Regions from separate parts of the Mus musculus genome. Here region 1 is linked to region 2. Evidence: chromatin contacts called from public HiChIP or PLAC-seq data. All regions are on one chromosome and are shown on one strand. The core of a region is the stretch at or near the end of the contact, and the rest is flanking DNA. Distances in the headings are between cores, read along the strand shown.

Region 1 (4,620 bases), core at 709-3,208, 640 kb after region 2:
TCGTGATGTATGCCTTCATGGCCGGTAAAGATGTAGCCCAAACTGGCCTTGAACTGGAGACTCTCGTGCCTCACTGTCTTTGCCATCTGCCTACTGGCATGTGCCCTACAACCAGTTTACAATGTCTATATTTTGCCAAATTGTTATTCTCTATAATTTCTATCCATGTCTTTAACCCTTTGTTCTCTTAATCCACAGCCATACCTTACTTTTAATAACTGACAAAAGATATGAATTGTAATGTTGTTGTTTGCTTTTAAGACAGTCTCGGGTAGCTCAGCCTGGCTTTTAACTTGCTATGTAGCTAAAGATGACTTTGAGCTCATCTTCTTGCCTCTACCTCCCAAGTGCTGGGATTGCGTGTGAATTACTACATTTAGTTTTCTGTTTTTATTGATATTTTCTTTTATTACTTGTGGAACTAACTAGTATTTACTAGCCATTTGCGTTTTATCTTTTCTGGTTTACTTAATCAATTTTTTAGTTTTAAAATGTTAACATTATATTTATTTTATTTTTGCTCAAGAGAGGATCGCATATAGCCCAAGGTGCTCTGAAATTCTCTTCATAGCCAGCGACGACCTTGAACTTCTGATTCTCCTGACTCAACCTCCCAAATTCTATATTACAAGCATGAGACAACCATCACAACCTAGTTTATTTGGTACTGGGAATCAAACCTGGGGCTTCATACATTCTAGGTAAACACTACCAACTGAGCTGTGTCTCTAGCCTAGTTGGCTTCTTTTACTGTCTGTCCGTCTGTTTGTCTGTACTACTACATCTGTGAGCATGTGTGTAAGAGTGTATGTGTGAGTGTGTGTCAGTATGTGAGTGAGTAAGAGTGTATGTGTGAGTGTGTGTCAGTATGTGAGTGAGTAAGAGTGTATGTGTGAGTGTGTGTCAGTATGTGAGTGAGTAAGAGTGTATGTGTGAGTGTGTGTCAGTATGTGAGTGAGTATGAGTGTGTGTGTGTGTGTGTGTGTGTGTGCACGCGTGCACATTTGTACTTCTATGTGCTGTGAATCAAACTCAAGTCTTCTGCAAGAGCAGCCAGTACTTCTAACTGCAAAACCATCTTTCCAGCCCCTGGCAAATAAAATCTAAACTCATTTTGTTAAGCTCAAAAAAAAAAAAAAGAGAGAGAGAGAACAAATTAAATATAAACACAACTTTGGAGAGAATCTGCACCTTTGTAATGCTCTACATATACAGACATATAGAGAGAATCCAAGTCCGTGTGCATGTATAGCCCAGGCTAGCTTAGACTCTCTATCCTCTACTGAAGCTTCCCATGGGATGACCTGCAATGGCTTATAAAGCTTAGTATTTTAATTGGTCTGCACCCCATTCTCTAACATCACCCATCATGGTCTTGCCTAGGGATGTAGAATGAGTGATTCGCCTTTGCAGATTCTGATGGTTCCAGGCCCTCTGGAGGTTCACATCTGCCTTGTGATTTCTCCTTCCTTAAGCAACTCTAGAGCACCAACTCTTTTCTTTCCCAGTGCCAGATGGCTGAGTGACGTGCGGGCCTGCGCATCGAGTGACAGAGGTGATGAATGGTCAGGGAAGCAGGGGCTGGCCTTGTGGCTTTCAGTTTGACTCTCCACAGGCGTTGCTGACCGAGTCCTGTCTTTCACTCCTGATCCTGCTGCTGCTGGGAATTCACCCTGCAAAATCTCTCACCACATGGATCTCCTGGTGGCCTACCCCAAATGTTTAATGTTCCATCGCCACTTCCCTGTTTGGGCGTTTTCACTATGCAGATCTTGATTTTTTATTTCCTTTTTTGGAAATTATTTTGCATGGGATTGACATCTAGCATGCACTTTGGGTGGATTCATTCCTGTTGTGTCATGGCTGAGCACTTGTGGTTGGTCCTGGTGTTTCTACAAATACAGAAGACATTCTCTTTCATCCTCTCTAGGGTTTGCCCCCTCCCGGAACCAGGGCCTAAAAATAGCTTAGCGATGAGGTGACTGAGGTTTTGTTTATCCTTCTACTAAAACATAGTGGCTCCTGAGGTCCGCACTCCTCTTTGAAGACAATTAGCTCTTGCTTTCTCCATTTTCCCAATTAAAAAAAGTTTCTATTCCTAATTTTAGGAGAAGAGAGAGAGAGAGACAAAGAGAGGGGGAGAGAGAGAGAGGGCAGAGAGAGAGAAGAGCGAGAGAGAATGCTCACGCACCGAGCAAGTATTCTCTAGACCAAGTATTCTGACGTTATTCCTCCTTTGTAGGCAGACTGTTGCTCTGCTCTCCTCTGGCCAGGAGCCAGGAAGCTGAGTACACCTTTTTTTCTCTGTGTACCTTTTGCCTCAGTTTCTCAAGAGAGCTCTGGGAATTGGGTCTCCTTCCAGATCCAGGGGATACGCCACCCTCTTAAGAATTCTCTTTGCTCTCCCTGGACCTCCACAATTTCCCCCTTCCACCCCTAACAGGATCTTCCTGTCTTTCTTTTTCTCCCTCCATTTCTTCTTCCTGGGCAGACACGAGCTACTTAGAAGGCGTTCACCTCCAGCCCTCATTCACTGTGAGCCATTAATGGCACAACAGAACATGGGGTCTTGAGCAAATTTCCAGAGACTGCGGGGTCCACAGGTGGTGGTGGCAACAATAAGTTATGCACATGCAATCCTGATTTCTCTTGCTTTGTGTTAAGTCCTAAGCAAACGCAGTGGTGGTCATCACTGGGTAAGAACTTTGTAACACGGTTTACCAGATGGTCTTTAGGACATCAGATCCTCAGATACCCACATTATCTTTTGACCTCCAATTTATTGCTGGAAATCATCTGGCCTAACTCGGGCGGAGAGAGGTTGATGCCTCACTGGCTCAGAAAAATAGCCTGGGTCTTCAGGAGATGGAAGAAGTGATGATATTATTGGTGTTTTATACAAAAAGTCCCAGTTCTGGGAATCCCTACAGACTAAACTCAGCTTCCCATTCCAGTACACGAATTAGAGAGATAGGTTGGTCTGGGGATATGTAGTTCAATTGGTAGTGTTCTTGTCCATCAAACACAAAGTCCCAGGTCTCCTGCCAGCACAGGGTAGACTTGGTGTGGTGGTGCATGCCTGTAATCCCCACACTTGGGAAGAAGAGACAGGGGGATCTGAAATTCAAGGTCATCCTCGGCTACATGCCAAGTCTGAGGTCAACCTACTACATTCTGCCCACCCCCCAAAAAAAGTTTTAAATCAAGAGAGATGAATAGTTGTGAATGACAGAGAAAGGGAGTCTAATCTAAGTGGCTGTGTTAGGAAAAGTCAGAGATAAAGGGCTTCAGAGACCCAAAGTCTGTCATTGGAGCATTGGCTTGAACGTAAGTTGAAATAGAGGGTGAACTGGATTTTAGGTCACAATGTATGCGTAATTAAGAAATCCTGGTAAAGGCCATTATCTCAGTTCTGGTTCTTTGAGGCAATCTGAAGAAATTGTTATCACGTTCATCCCCAAAGATATCTGCTACCACTCCAGGGCAGGGCCTCAACATCATAGATAAACACTACCATTTGGTGGGTTATCTGTCCTAGACTTGCTGTTTGTTATTGGAGAGTGACTTCAGTCCCTTGTCATAAAGATGTCTATCAGCCATTCCTGATATCCTTGGAATACTGGGCAGACAAAGGCGATAGGGAGTCAGGGGGGTAATGATAAGGAGGAGAAATGGAACCATAAAAGGACAAAATAGAGTGAATGAGGTTAGTGACTACTACTCTCCTGTAGTAGTGTGGACCGGACAGGGATCCTCTCTCAGGGATCAGAGATGTGGCCGTGAGGTTTAGAGGAAGGAGAACCTTAGGCCATACTTTCTGGAGGAAGGAGATGAGACCATCCTGGCAGGAGCCTTATGTCTCCCCTCCCTAGGCAGTCAGGAAGTGCCAAACATGACAAAAAAGGGAGACATTTCTTATTCTCGAAACATCCACCTACATCTGTAGCCTCTCTCTCTCTCTCTCTCTCTCTCTCTCTCTCTCTCTCTCTCTCTCTCTCTCTCTCTCTCTTTCCTTCCCTCCTTCTCTCCATCTGTCTGTCTTTCTGTCTCTTTGTGTGTGTGTGTGTGTGTGTGTGTGTGTATGTGTCTGTCTCTGAATCGTTTGAATTACATATCAAACCCTTTGTTGCAGAATGGTATAAATATCTTTTACATTCTATTCCTCTTTTAGTTTTTTTTTTTTTGATGGTGGTTTTAGCATGCAGAACTTTTAGATTTGCATGTGTCAGAACTTCAAGTCTACTAACTTTTTCCTTTGTGGTTTCTACATAGAAAGACTTTCCCCATCCCCAGCCAATACAGCTTTCATCTATTTTCTTCTTGAACTTGCTTTTCAATGTCTTTACATTATACTTTGTTTTGCAACAAGCCCCAGCCTTGTATAGCCAGAGACACATGCACAGAAGCCTTCTTGGGAACCTGTGGGAACCAGTGGTTTGACCACTGTTCACCCTCAGGGTGGTAGACACAGGAAAACCTACAAGAGTTTTGATTTGTCTTCCTGTGATTCTGAAAAAAAAAAAACAAAAACAAAAACCCCTCAGGAACTCCTCAATTATTAGTCTTTTTAAAAAATCTCTTCAATTATTGCCACAGACAGGACTCAGTTGGTCCTTCAAC
Region 2 (5,074 bases), core at 1,322-3,821:
TTATAAGCACTTGATAATATTAATAGCAGTCTTAAGATTCACCTGTACTTCACTACACAGACCAGACTGGCAGCAAACCCAGAGATCTGCCTGCCTCTGCCCTCTGAGCATTGGGACTAAAGGTGTATGAAACCACACCAGGCCTTACAGCCCTCAGCCATGAAACTGACTGGAAAATCCAAGGACACTACATCTTCCTAACCTCACAGGCACTTTAACTTCTAGAGAGATATCTTTAAATCTCCATAATTCTCTGGTCCAAAAGAGAAGCCAGGTAGTGTGTTCTAAATCACACCGTGTCTGCTTGTGTAATTGTGTCAATGAGGGAGAACAAATTCTATGTTGGAGTTACTAGAATATGGCTCTATTTGCATCTATCTGTAGGGAGCCTACTAAATACATTCATGGTTATTAAAAATGAGACATTAAACCCTCAGATTCAGCCCCAGCCCTCTCAGGGTTGGAGGGACACAGCAAAGGGACCCAGACTGTCTGGGCAGTGCATAGTGCTCTTGTGTGAGCTCTAACCTCACTGCCTGCTGAATTTCTGGGCTGCTGAATGCAGGGCAGTACACACTTTCCCTCTGACTCCCCGAGCAGGTCAGCAGAGTGCAGGAGCTTACTGTCCCTTGGAGGGGCAGACACTTCCTTCCTGCTTCTGACCCCTACTCCTGCCCGTTTACCACTACTCACTCACATGACGCTGCAGCTTGGCCCACAGCCTCTATACCATCCATCCGACACCTCTCCTTACACCAGGAGGCAAGCACTGCCAGTTTTCTCAATTTAAGAGCAGCTCTAGGAAAACTGACTTTTGTTCACAAACCATGTTTCAAACTCATTTATAGTCAACATTAGACATCAGCAAACAAAGCAGGCAGGGATCCTGTTTATAGATTACAAGTCAGTCATTTCTTCAGACTATGGTCTTGACAGTAACCTTCATTTGCCTGAAATCGGTGTGAGCTGCCTGGGTTGGCAGTAACGGGGATAATTATGCCAGTAATGTGACATCCTTCCCTAAGCCTGTGAAGTTTTATGAAAATCTGCTTTAATATGACAGCTCAGAATCCGCACTCTGTGTATGGTTAGCAGAAATCAAACATTCATGACCTTCCTGTGCTCCTGGGATGCAGGTCTCATGCTTTAGCCTTATTGAGACATCATTTCTCATCCTGACTTCCCCTGTACTCCAAACCTACATACTACCCCTCCTCCAGGAGCTTCATGTAGTGCCACTGTGTCTTATTTAAGTGGTAAGGGGCAGAAAGTCCCTATGATACCAAAGCTCTGACAGCAGATCTCTCTATTCAATGGTCTGAGGCCCAGCCCAAAGCTGTGCTGGGGAAATGGAGCTTAAGGCCCATGCAGGGGCTATATTCTCAGTGACACAGATTAGAATGTCTCCTAGTTTGCTGTGTTGTTTGTTCATCTGAATATGGCCCTCTGTAGCCCAGGCTGGGCTCACTCACTCTGTAGCCCAGGCTAACTGTGAACTTCTCTCTTGTCTCTACTTCCATGTGCTGGGATTATAGCCAAGTTTAGAGAGTGGTGGGGTCAACCCAAAGCCTGATCATGCTGGTCAAGCACTCTACCAACTTAGGCACGTCCTTCCCCCTACTAGTGTTATTTATGATTGGCAGTATAATTACTATTACTTCTGAGGTTCTGAGATGTTCCTGCCCATTGTTATACCAGAATGCATCTTTGGGGCCCATGAAACAGTGACTTTACTTTGAGGAATGCTGTGAAGTGAAAATGGGTTTGAGTAACTTTGACTCTTTTCCTTTTAAATATATTTATGTATGAGTGTTCGTCTTCCTGTATGACTGCATGACAGAAGAGGGGATCAGAGTCCATTGTAGAAGGTTGTGAACCACCATGTGGTTGCTAGGAATTGAACTTAGGACCTCTAAGAAAGGACAACCAGTGGTCTTAACCACTGAGCCATCTCTCCAGTCCCTTGACCCTTTTTTCTTAAAAGTGATCTTCAGAGGGCTACAGGGCATGTTGGCTGGCACCAGGATGGTGCACTGATGGTAGCCATGTCTGTCTCACAAGGTGGCCAGGAAGCTGTAGGAGCTTCTCGTTCATGTAATGGTCCTCTAAGACTTCTGTGACATCAGGGCCATCTTCCAGGCTAAGATGGCTCCCTAGATTGCTGATACCTGCCTTCTGTCCAGCACTGCATCGTCCACGCATGTCCAAGGCTGTGTCCCCCTTCAGCATCACCACTCGGTAGTTGTAATTTCGCCTTTTATCAGAAGCCGATACATTTTCATCAGCATCAGATCGAATTTCTATGTATTCAATATCTGAGACAGTAAGCAGAGTAATTTAGAGAACCTACACTACACCTTTGTCACTTAAACACATCGTCATAGAAGCCTGGGACGACAGTGAGTCTGATGTCCTTAGGAGCACTGGCTGCCTTGCAAACTCTCTGGCCAGGAAGACTCAGATCATGTGGTCTGCCCAGATGCAGCCTGGATGGCCCACCCCCGCCTGGGCCCAGCTCTTTTCTAAGAGTTTCCTTTGGGTACTTTTCTTATCACACTTGGGCCTATCCCTATCTGCGCTTTCACAGAACCCATTATGTCATCAGCTAAATGTGTCTGCTGCAGCCAATATGAGTCGTACAGGGCTTTGGAAGAGAAACTGCATTTTCATTTTGTTGTAAGATGTTGCAAAGATAAGAATTCTTAGAAAACTCTCAAAGACTTGCTCAGGAAGGGGTTTGAGAAGGCAAAGCTGGCAACTAAGGTCATACAGGAGAGGCTGTGGGCAGAGCTTTGGAACAAGCATTTGAGACACACCATGTTAGTTACCTTGCCCACGATAGGTACTCCGCCAAAGATCACGAATAATTTTGTTGATTTCTTCCATTTTCATACTGTGAAATTTCATAATTGCTCTGGAAAAAGGAAGTCAGTTTTACTTAATACAATATGTACTATTTATATGAAAGACATAACTATGTAGTAGTATATGCTAAATTATATATGAATATGTATACTAATAATGATAATAATATCACTGCCCTAGTACTTTTTTTTTTAAAGATTTATTTATTTATTATATGTAAGTACACTGTAGCTGTCTTCACACACTCCAGAAGAGGGCGTCAGATCTTGTTAGGATGGTTGTGAGCCACCATGTGTTTGCTGGGATTTGAACTCAGGACCTTTGGAAGAGCAGTTGGTGCTCTTAACCGCAAAACCATCTCTCCAGACCCCTAGTACTTTTAATTAGAAAAGTAGACTATGGAAAGGTCTAGAAAAAAGTTAAACAGGACCAAGCAGTGCCATTTCCCTGGTATTGAGAACTGCCAGGCCCCAAGTTGTCACGCATCTCCGTCTTTTCCTCTGGCATCCAAGGACTTCTTAAAGTACTCAGAAGCTGCAAGGGTTGAGTGTGGTGGTACACACACATACACACCTTTAATCCTGCACTCAGGAGGCAGAGGCCAGCCTGGTCTACACAGTAAATTCCCTAAAGCTATACAGTGAAACCCTGTCTAAAAACAAATCCCCAGAACCTTTTAGAAAATAAATCTTTAACAGACTTCTTTCCTAGGCCCTAAGATCACAATGGAGAGGGATTGGGGGGCAGCCTCTCCAGAACTGGCAAGAGGCCTGTTGCGGGCAGACCTATGTGCTAAGGCTGAGGGTGTAGCTAGCCAGAGGTTCTTGTCGCAGAACAAAGTAAAGTCTCTGGAACTGCTGTCTGGCCATTCTAGAATTTTTATTTCTCTTTGAGACAAGGGTCTCTACAGGCTGTCCTCTAGATCAAGCTGGCCTTGAACTCAGAGATCCACCTGATTCTGATTCATGAGTGTTGGGACTAAAGGTGTGTGCCACCATGCACCGTGGCCAGTTTTTCTAGAATTGCTAAGGTTCATCAAAAGCCAGCCCCTTCTACCTTTTATTTTTTAGATCTGTGAATTTTACCAACCCGAAGGCATCTGTGGCTCAAAAGGAGGCCTTGACTTAGAAGCCTGACTCTCTCATCAGTCACCAGGGCTAGTACCAGTGTGCACTAACCTCCACAGGCCTACCCTTACTTCAATTCTCTTTTAAAGCAGTAGTCTCTAGACACTGAAAGAAGAAATGCTTGTGAAAGCCAAAGCTTCCTGTTAAACCTGAACACCATGCCTGCCCTAGCTACCTCAGCTCTCAGGAGACAGGACTAACAAAGTCACTCCAGTGGTAGGAAGGCAAGTTTCACAGCTATCACCATGCAAAGGATGTGCGCGGACTCCCTTCCATTTGCTGGCCTCTTATCTGATATATACAAAAAAAGAAACTAAACGTAATGCCGCTGCCTCTGTACAATCATTCCGTGATCTTCTGGTCACCAGCCAAAGAGAAAGAAATGACTCAACATAAATACGTCTAAGTATCAGATGCAGGCTGCTGAAACAGTAAGCCTGGAGAAGCCTCTCTGCTTCACCAGGTCTCCATTTTCTAACCCACGCTCATCTCTGCCTGATACTTTATGCTTCTTTCATAAAGTGTAGACAAACCAGCTATTATTTTCTTAAAAAGGGAAAATGGTAACAAAAAGTATTTCACAGAATGTTTCGAGAACCAATCATATGTGAAGATTACTTTTCCAAAGCTTTATATGCTAGGATCCTAATTTTATAAATGGCCTTTTAAAATGTTATTTTTTTCCTCTGGTTGGTAACTAACATAAATAAGCTTGTGAATGGAGAACACACACCAAGTAGGGTAGAGAGTCAGAGCAGAGGGAGCCTCGTACAGAAAGGCTCAGGGTGTCACAGAAATGACGACTGCTACAGTTGGTCGGTCGGCTGGCCGGGCAGCTGAAGTTGGGTCTCTCTGGGAGTTAGCAGCACAGTGCGTAACCACTGGGGATGACCAAGGTGACTGCAGTAGGCCATCTAAAGAAGCAGCCACTGACGTAGCTTCACCTTCTGAAAGACAAGCTGTGCTCCAAGTCACATAACATCTCTCCAATCTCCAATTACTACGAAAACAGATCCTATAAAATTTGCCTGAGATACAGAAAGTGGCTAGGAAACTAGCAGCTTTGATTATGGTAGTTTTGT

Evidence for each region. HiChIP or PLAC-seq counts read pairs in DNA pulled down with a chosen protein or histone mark.
Region 1: a BATF HiChIP or PLAC-seq map of CD8 T cells shows a contact between it and region 2, with 5 read pairs. The contact joins two enhancer-like sites. A contact is called at or near these places in 1 of 115 datasets of contacts at active chromatin or transcription factors (CD8 T cells) and 1 of 9 other capture datasets (macrophages).

What each region holds. Positions count from the first base shown.
Region 1 is chr11:54,292,688-54,297,307 of GRCm38.p6, forward strand. No RefSeq gene overlaps it. Among named protein-coding and RNA genes, the nearest start is that of Gm51861, 8.7 kb to the right of the region's middle. Within about 2 kb of position 1,959, at least 9 of the 459 cell types and tissues checked have an H3K27ac peak or open chromatin away from gene starts, as enhancers often do. A contact at or near this core is called in CD8 T cells, where this site is marked.
Region 2 is chr11:53,652,705-53,657,778 of GRCm38.p6, forward strand. It overlaps Rad50 (RAD50 double strand break repair protein), which reads right to left. Exons shown (of 25, transcript NM_009012.2): 22 at 2,829-2,914; 23 at 2,173-2,315. Among named protein-coding and RNA genes, the nearest start is that of Il13, 21 kb to the left of the region's middle. Within about 2 kb of position 2,572, at least 51 of the 459 cell types and tissues checked have an H3K27ac peak or open chromatin away from gene starts, as enhancers often do. A contact at or near this core is called in CD8 T cells, where this site is marked.